2 separate regions of the Mus musculus genome follow, and region 1 is linked to region 2. Evidence: chromatin contacts called from public promoter capture Hi-C data. All regions are on one chromosome and are shown on one strand. The core of a region is the stretch at or near the end of the contact, and the rest is flanking DNA. Distances in the headings are between cores, read along the strand shown.

Region 1 (4,669 bases), core at 96-2,595, 110 kb before region 2:
TCCTGTTCTAAAGAGTGGAAGCTCAAAGAGATGAGGTCACAGAATTAAAACAGGCAGCCACGGGAATTCATCCGGGATCAGGCCCGGGACTTTTAAACGGAAATACAAAAAGTATGGTACCCCAGATTCGTCCATCATCCATGGCACCTCAGAAAGTGCTAGAAGACTTTCGCAGAAATCGCTTTCTACTCGGTGCAGCTTCAAACCCCACCCTTCCCGATCTTCTCTTAGGACTGGGCTGGGCGGGATGACAGGACATTCCCAACCTTGTGTAGCTCTGGGCAGTGTTCCAGGTCTTGAGGTGGGGGGTAGGGAAGAGCACAAAAGTAGGAATCCCTTCCGAATGGTTGTTCCCAAGCCATTTAATTTCACACACTTCAGACTGCATCTGCGTCTGGGTATCCCGCCAATCATTTGCACCCGAGCACTCTAGACCCTCCTCACACACCAGGCTCTTCAAAGGCCAGTCCAAAGGTCCCCAGCCGATCCAGTGGGGTGGCAGATGGGATCTGGTGGCGCCTCAATCCTCCAGGCAGAGAGTTAGCTGCTGGATGGGCCTGCCTAAAGTTGTAGGTGCTTCTTATCTACCACCCTACTCCCCACCCCCGCCCCCACCCCCACTCTCGGTCCCAGAACCTGAGGGCGCAAGCTGGGGTTTAGGCAGAGCAGCGGTGCTTCGTGGTGCATGGGGCTGGCTGGGCCAGGGCAGCGAGTGCTTGCATCCAAAGTTCAGCCTAGGCTAGAGCCATGGCTACACGGACATCTCGGGCTCGAACACACCAAACCCTCCCAGCCGCACATTGTGCACTGCTTCCCCCCCCCCCCCCCCCCCCCCCCGCTAACAAAGTCTGGATTTGAAAGTTTGGCCAAGTTCGGCAGTCACCAAGGCCGCCCCCTTTCCTTGCAGAACCTAGTTTCACCCTTAGTCCCTGCTGGGGGATCCGCACGCTCGTGGGGGGTGTTCATTTCAGCATGACATCCACGACGTCCCGTAGCCCTATCCGGAGCACCCAGGGCTCTCGGGGATCAAGCTGAGCAAAAGAGGCAGGACGCGGGCCACCTGGGGAGCGGCGGGCACGGGTTGCCACTTACCCGGCAGGGTGGGCGCTCGAGGGCGCTTCGGCGCGTCGCATCGTGGGGCAGGCGATTGGGGACGCAGCGACCTCCGCGTGGCGCTGGCGCTGTCCCTCGCCGAGGGCCGGGCTGGGCGCCGCCGCCAGCCGCGCGCCCAGTGGGGAAGCGCGGGGCCGCTGCCTTCCACTTCCTGGATCGCAGCGCGCGGGGCTCGCAGGAAGAGGCCGGCCTTGGTGGTCAAGGGTTTTTTGTCAGAAGCCATTCGGCCGTGGCTGCTCGTAGCAGGGAGCCCCCTGGGGCGCGCGGAAGCCGGGCCGCGCCCCTAGGGCCGGGCCTGGCGGCGGGCGGTGCCGGGGTCGAGGACAGCACGGACTGTGGCCGCCCGGAGCCTGCGAGCGAAACTCACAGGAAAGTCTCCAAGTTGGCACCGGATAGCAAGGCACTCAGGGCTGGCAGGTGACGAGGCCCACGGCCCAAATGGGACCTCCTTCATCCCGGGGGAGCCACGACCCATACCCACTCCCGCCCCCAAGGCGGGGCACCTCCTCCACGTCCCTGACAGGTGGCCATCCTGTCTCTCCTTGATACCTTCTCTGTTGATAAGATCACTGTTTAACAAAGCAGATATCGTCCATGAAGCCTGACATCTAAGGCACCTGTGCTGAGTACAGCACCCAGTGAGAGACTAAAGGAGAAAACTTGCTAGCTTACACAACAACCGCGAGTCGTAATGCCTCCTTTTTTAAGCGCCCAGACACTCAAAAATGTCTCCTGAGCTAGCTAAGCCTGTGAGACCAGGTAATAGCGGACCTCAAGATATCACCTTGTTTAATTCATTCCCAGCCTGGGCATTATTTAGACTGCTGGGGACAGATTAAATGTTTTGTGCTTGGGACTGTCTTGTGCATTGTGCATTGTAGGAGTAACCCAACTTCCATCCACATCCTTGGCCTCTACCCACGATTACACAGGAGTGCTAGAGTGTCCACACACCCTCACAACCACTTCTCTTTTGGCATTTCCTCCAAATCAGCCTGTGGAAGTGAGAGGAAAGGCTTAGTTAACAGTCTCCTGCTGGGAGTGGTAAATGGGCCAGCTGATTTGGGAAGCAGCCTTGGCAGTTCCTCAGAAGGGGAAACTACGTACCCAAAGGGGCTTATTTCAGCTTTCAATTCCAGGTTACAGTTCATTATGGGGAAGTCAAGGCAGGGGGAGGGGGGGGATGTCAAAAAGCTGGTCACATGACATCCAGAGCAAAGAGAAATGAATGTAACCATGTTTACCTGGCTTGTGATCAGCTCACTTTCTCCACTCTTACATAGTTCAGGGCACCCTGTATAGGGAATGGTGCTGCCCACAGTGGGTTGAGTCTTCCCGCACCAATAACTTAAGTAAGACAGTCCCTCACCAGCATACTCATAGGCCTAACTAAATGCAGACAATCCCTTACTGAGAATTTCTTCTCAGTGATTCTAGGTTGTGTCAAGTTGACAAATTAAAGCTATCTATCATAGTGTGTCCATGCAAAACCTTATATATGACTGTTCATATCAGCCTTTATTTGTGTTATCCAGAGCTGGAGCTAGAGTTCAGAGGTAGAATGGTTGCCTGGCATGTGTCTGAGAGGCCCTATGTTGAAGGAAGAAAGAAAGAAAGAAAAGAAATACAAACAATTTACAGTAGCCAGTATGTGGGAGCAACCAAGCATTCATCAATCGATGAATATGTAAATAAGATCAGGGATCATCAGTCAGGGACTGTTATTGAGCCACAGAAAGAATGGGGCCCCAACAATGGTGCTTCTGCACAGATGAGTCTTGAAAGCATGCTAAGTGACAGAAGCCAGTCGTTAAACACATTCCTTTTGCATGAAGTGTTCAGAGTAGGCAATTTCACGGAGACAAACAGTAAACTAGTGTTCGCTAGAGGTGGGGTGGGGTGGGGTGGGGTCGGGGAGTGGGGAGCAACTGGCAATGGCTATGGAGTTTCTTTGGGGGTGATGAAAATGTTTTTAAATTGACTGTGGTATTCATTGCACAACTTTGTGGCTGTGTCTGAAAACCATCAAATTATACACTTTAAGCTGTTGAATTGCATCCCAATCAAACTAGCTTTTCTTTTTGGAAGGCACAAAAAAGTGTGGTCTCCAGGGAGCAACCTTAGCCACTCTGACCTACACAACTTCCCCACCGAGCACTCAGATTGCTGCCAGCCATCCCCTCAGGGCACTACCAGGCCCTATAGGCATTTCTTCTCCGAGGTTAGCTCTTCCCTGAGCCACAGTCACCTCTCTATCATCTCTGTCAACAATCCTGTAGTTTTCTGCTTGAAAGCTGGGCACAGAAGGCAGTCACGTGTTCAAATCCAGTCCCAGGACTCTTTAGGCAACAGCCAGTACAGCTTTCTCAGAGATTCCATTGCTCATCTGTAATAGATGAGCACAGATGAGAGAAGGAAGAGAGCATCCCTTCAGGGAGAAATCTTTGGCTGTGGTTCCTCCAATAAGCCCACAAGCTCCTCCTAGGTGTCCTTGGATCTAGGTCAGTGGACCATCCTACTACTTGCCAGTTCTTCAGGCTGATATGAGTAACCCTACACTTTCAGACCCCATAGGCTCCTCTCCAGGGCGCAGCTCTGACACTAGACAACCCCCTAATACCCTGAGTTCCACAGAACAGTCGCAGGCCTTTCTCCTATTCCAACAGAGGCCTCCTGAAGGCTGACCATTCACTTGCTTTGTAAAGGCACAATTCCTTAGGTGTGCACCATGGAGATACTCTTGATGATAACTGATTGGGGGTGGGGCTGCCAAGATTCCAGAAGGCTGAGTGGACACTGTTCGTGATGATGTGCAGTCTGCTTGTCTAGACCCTCTTCCTTTTCCACTCCCAACCACCCCTCCCCTGCCAGGGACTCCGGTGGAGTCAGCTTGACAGATGAAAGTCTAAAAGCTTTCTCATGAGGAAAAAGTTTCAAGGAAACTTACTCCCGGATCTTTGGCTATTTCCCTAACCCATAAAATTAATTTTCCAAATCCACTTTAGTCTAGTGTATGGATCCACGTGCACTCTATATAGTATTACCTTATAGTAAATGCCTTTTAAGATTTGTATTCTAACATAGCTAAAGCCTTTTCCCAGTGTTCTTAGACTCCAGATAGCAGCAAGGAGCTTTACCCATTCAGTAAACAATTAAGCACTTGCCATTTTACTCAGCAGTTTACAAATAGAGACTAAAAGTCTCACTGAGATAGAAATCTTTTACTACAGGCTTCATTCCATGTCAAGTATAAGTTGATATACTACCCTGATAAGGGGAAACTCTCCAGACAAGATAAGTTTTATTAGACCTAAGAATTTAGAGCTCTGTGATAGTGCATTACTCTTAAGGCCTGTCAAGAGTTAACAACCCCCTGATGCTTTTAACCTTAAAGTGTGAAATTCTTGCCTGGCATTAGGCTGATCCTAGGCAGGGCTTGTTATCCCTAATGTAAACATTTAATTAGTCCCTGTAAATTCCTTTCTGCTGTAACTGGTGAATTTCAGTGTATCTTGTCTTTTTGTGATTTGTATCCTCTGATAATTCGTTGTAATAT
Region 2 (4,079 bases), core at 1,106-3,605:
AACCCGAGGATGGGGCAAATTTAAAGAGAATTAAAGACCTATTAACAAAAATAGGTCAAGCAAGCAAATCGCAAAGCATCACGCCCACCCTTTAAAGGTCCCCTAACTCCAATTGTGTAACAGCGTGCTAAACCATCCTGGTTTTTGAGGTTCAATATACTAAGAACACAATTTCGAATTCAGGCCCAGGTCATAATGGCTGACCCTAGTGGGAAAATGTCAAAAATGGATGGGGGGATCTGAGAAAAGGGAAGGCATACAGGGGAACTACTGGGGAAGGCACGTTGCTCCATCTGAAGAATCTTGTTTAACTTCCCCAGAACCTCTACACAGTGTGGACAAGGCGCTCAGCCCACCCTACTGACACCCACAGGGTGGCTTCCATAGCCACAGATCAACTCTCCTGTTTCCGCCAACTTTCTACGAACTGACTGTTCACAGACGGATGGCCAGACAGAGGTGGTGTACTGGCTAGTTTTGTGTCAACTTGACACAGCTGGGGTTATCACAGAGAAAGGAGCTTCAGTTGAGGAAATGCCTCCATGAGATCCAACTCTAAGGCATTTTCTCAATTAGTGATCAAGGGGGAAAGGCCCCTTGTGGGTGGTGCCATCCCTGGGCTGGTAGTCTTGGGTTCTATAAGAGAGCAGGCTGAGCAAGCCAGGGGAGGCAAGCCAGTAAAGAACATCCCTCCATGGCCTCTGCATCAGCTCCTGCCTCCTGACCTGCTTGAGTTCCAGTCCTGACTTCCTTGGTGATGAACAGCAGTGTGGAAGTGTAAGCCGAATAAACCCTTTCCTCCCCAACTTGCTTCTTGGTCATGATGTTTGTGCAGGAATAGAAACCCTGACTAAGACAGGTGGGTACTGCAAGGTGATCTTGAAGTCCATCTTGGCCTGGTTGCCCAACGCCTCAGGACAAGCTGGGGCTTTATCCTCTTGGTTAGGTGGCAGCTCACCACCTCTGAGGCTCCTCACACAGGAGAAGGGAGGCTCCTTCCTTCCTCTGCAGAGCTTCATTGAGTTGGTGGTCGTGTGGGGTGCTGGTAGGCTCACACTCACAATGATCCACCAAACAGCTCCAGTCTCTAGGACCAGACCTGAGAGCAAGCAAAGTGTAGGACTCCGAGGGTGTACTCTCTCTGCTCTAGGGCTTGGAGGCCCCCCTCTCCAAGGCAGCATTTGGTTTGAATGAGCCAGGGTTTGGTTTGAATAAAGAGATTTCCCAGGTGTGAGAAGAGTGTGCAGGCATGGTGGTTACAGCAATAGTCTGGTATTGCGTTGGCAAGGAGAACTGCCTTGTGGGATTTTTCACTGAGCAACAAAGGAAGAGGAAAACGAAGGGAGAAGCCATCAGAGACTGGCCACAAGCTGACTGTTGGGTTTAACAGCGTAATGGATGAGATAGTGGTCTCACATAGGTGCAGGCGTGGGGTCCCCAGTTGTTTGTTGGCCATTGTTTGGGGAGGTTATGGAACCTTTAGGAAGTATGCATTGCAAATGGATGGACCTGGAGGGCATCATCCTGAGTGAGGTAACCCAATCACAAAAGAACTCACACAATATGTACTCACTGATAAGTGGATATTAGCCCAGAAACTTAGAATACCCAAGTTATAAGATACAATTTGCTAAACGCATGAAACTCAAGAAGAACGAAGACCAAAGTGTGGACACTTTGACCCTTCTTAGAATTGGGAACAAAACACCCATGGAAGGAGTTACAGAGACAAAGTTTGGAGCTGTGACGAAAGGATGGACCATCCAGAGACTGCCATATCCGGGGATCCATTCCATAATCACCTTCCAAACGCTGACACCTTGCATCCACTAGCAAGATTTTGCTGAAAGGACCCAGATAGAGCTTCCTTTTGTGAGACTATGCCGGGGCCTAGCAAACAGAAGTGGATGCTCACAGTCGGCTATTGGATGGATCACACGGCCCCCAGTGGAGGAGCTAAAGAAAGTACCCAAGGAGCTAAAGGTATCTGCAATCCTATAGGTGGAACAACAATATGAACTAACCAGTAACCCCACCCCACCCCCCGAGCTCGTGTCTCTAGCTGCATATGAATCAGAAGATGGCCTAGTCGGCCATCAGTGGAAAGAGAGGCCCATTGGTCGTGCAAACGTTATATGCCTCAGTACAGGGGAACGCCAGGGCCAAGAAGTGGGAGTGGGTGGGTGGGGGAGCATGTGGGGGACTTTTGGGATAGCATTGGAAATGTAGATGAAATAAATACCCAATTAAAAAAATAAACATTATAAATTTTTTAAAAAGGAAGTATGCATTTGTTGAAGGAAGTACAACACTGAGGCAGCCTTTGAAAGTCTATAGCCACTCTACTTCCTGCTCGCTCAGCTTCCTGCTCCAGCTCACCACTGTCATGTGCTTCCCCTGATGTCATGGATTCCCCCTCTGGAACTGTAAGCCAAAATAAAGACTATCTTCTATAAGTTGATCCTGGTCAGTCTTTTATTACAGCAATGGAAACTGACTGATCCAGAGGGGGTGGTCTAATTGTGTTGGAAACTTCACTTTGGAAGCCTGGTACTTTCCTCTGCAGAATCCTCACCCAGAGACACTTCGATTGTAGGGTGCTGCCATGCCCACCCCTGCACCCCTCAACAGGATCACCACACACATTTACACGTACAGTGTGGTTGATGATAGCTCCCCATCACCTCTCAGACACTTTAGGGACCAAGTCCGGGGTTCTCTGTGTCCAGTAGGGGATGCCCATGCGCTATCCTCTCTGGAGGGTCAAACTCAATTCTAGCTTCAGAGACCCATGGGAGCAGCTGGTAAAGGTCAAAGGTCACACCCTGGCACCTTGCTGTTCTAATTGGGTCTGGGGTATGGAGGTGAGGGATGAGCCTGCCTAATGTGGCTCACTTACTCTGTACCTAGATCTCGGGGTGGGGGGTGCTGTCAGGAAACTGACACACTCTGAGAACCCCTAACCTATCAATCCTCTAGTATTGGTTGATATTTATCTGCTTTTATATATGCTGGCTCTGCCCCTCTCTTTAGCCTGTATCCCACCCAGACCCTGACTAGTTTATGGATGTCACAGGTCAGAGCCACGCCACCACCAGCATTCCTCTCTGCTCCGTCCTCGACACCTCCCATGTCACCCTTCTCTGACTGTGGCAGTCTGCACATGAGGGAGGAGGTCACAGCACCTTAATGGGGTACCTCGAGACACAAGCCGAGTCCAGTGGGGCTGTGGGGTGTCGTCTTCTACTGAGATCAGGGGCAGTCAGCAACTATCTGACCAATGGCAGCCAGGGAGAGCAGAGGAGAGGGGAAGTTCAGGCTCTCAGCTGAGCCCTTCCTGTCAAGGATACATAGTAGACCGTAGAAGGCCACCGCGGACCGGAGTGACGACCACAAGGCCACCGTGATTCAGAGATGCCCTGTGAGAGCTCACATGCTTGCCTGTTTCTTTCTGCTCTGCACCATGATGGAGGCTCAGCCTATAGGTGAATTGAGTAAAGAGGTTCGTGGTTTTTCTGAGACCTACCCGATGGCCTCCAGTGTCAGCACTGTCATCGTCATCATATGCCAGTCTTTTGAATCCCTTGTTTGTGACCCTTTCTCTCCCTTTGGAAGCTTCCAGACACCTTTCTCAGTACTGAACACAAGCTCACAGCAGTAAAGGCCTGTCAAATTAGTGAAGCTTATCTATGGCTTCTTGCTGAGGATTTGCTTGGTTTGATGCAGGATCCCATGTGGCTCTGGCTAGCTTCAAATGCTCCATCTAGCTGATGTTGACCTTGAACTCCTGATCCTCCTGACTCTGCCTCCTGAGTGCTGGGATCATGGGCATATGCCACCACACTCAGTTTATGTGGCCTTGTGGGTATTAATCACTCTATCAACTGAGCCACATCCCCAGCCCACACTGAGGACCTAACAGACTTGTTGTTTGGCGATTCAGTTCCAAATGTTCTCAGATTAGCTTTTATGATTCCTATCCTCAGTTTGTTTTGTTTCCCTGTTTCTCTTCTCTAGAATATTCTTGTTATTGGACCTTAGACACTGGGCCTTTTGGTGCTATTCTCTCATTTAACTAT

Evidence for each region. Promoter capture Hi-C pulls out the DNA fragments that hold promoters and counts their contacts.
Region 1: a contact with region 2 is called in a promoter capture Hi-C map of the HPC-7 cell line, with 2.0 times the contacts expected there. The contact joins the promoter of Rin3 here to the enhancer-like site in region 2. A contact is called at or near these places in 4 of 39 promoter capture datasets (the 3T3-L1 cell line, the HPC-7 cell line, embryonic stem cells and 1 more), 3 of 484 Hi-C or Micro-C datasets (myeloid progenitors, myocytes and nephron progenitors), 8 of 115 datasets of contacts at active chromatin or transcription factors (DN3 thymocytes, bone marrow-derived dendritic cells, bone marrow-derived macrophages and 4 more) and 2 of 9 other capture datasets (adipose tissue and liver).

Annotation. Positions count from the first base shown.
Region 1 is chr12:102,279,750-102,284,418 of GRCm38.p6, reverse strand. Rin3 (Ras and Rab interactor 3) reads right to left here and starts at 1,345. Exons shown (of 10, transcript NM_177620.4): 1 at 1,093-1,345. The coding sequence starts at 1,133.
Region 2 is chr12:102,172,202-102,176,280 of GRCm38.p6, reverse strand. All of the region lies in intron 2 of Slc24a4 (solute carrier family 24 (sodium/potassium/calcium exchanger), member 4), which reads right to left. Among named protein-coding and RNA genes, the nearest start is that of Slc24a4, 46 kb to the right of the region's middle. Within about 2 kb of position 2,355, at least 4 of the 459 cell types and tissues checked have an H3K27ac peak or open chromatin away from gene starts, as enhancers often do. A contact at or near this core is called in the HPC-7 cell line and bone marrow-derived macrophages, where this site is marked.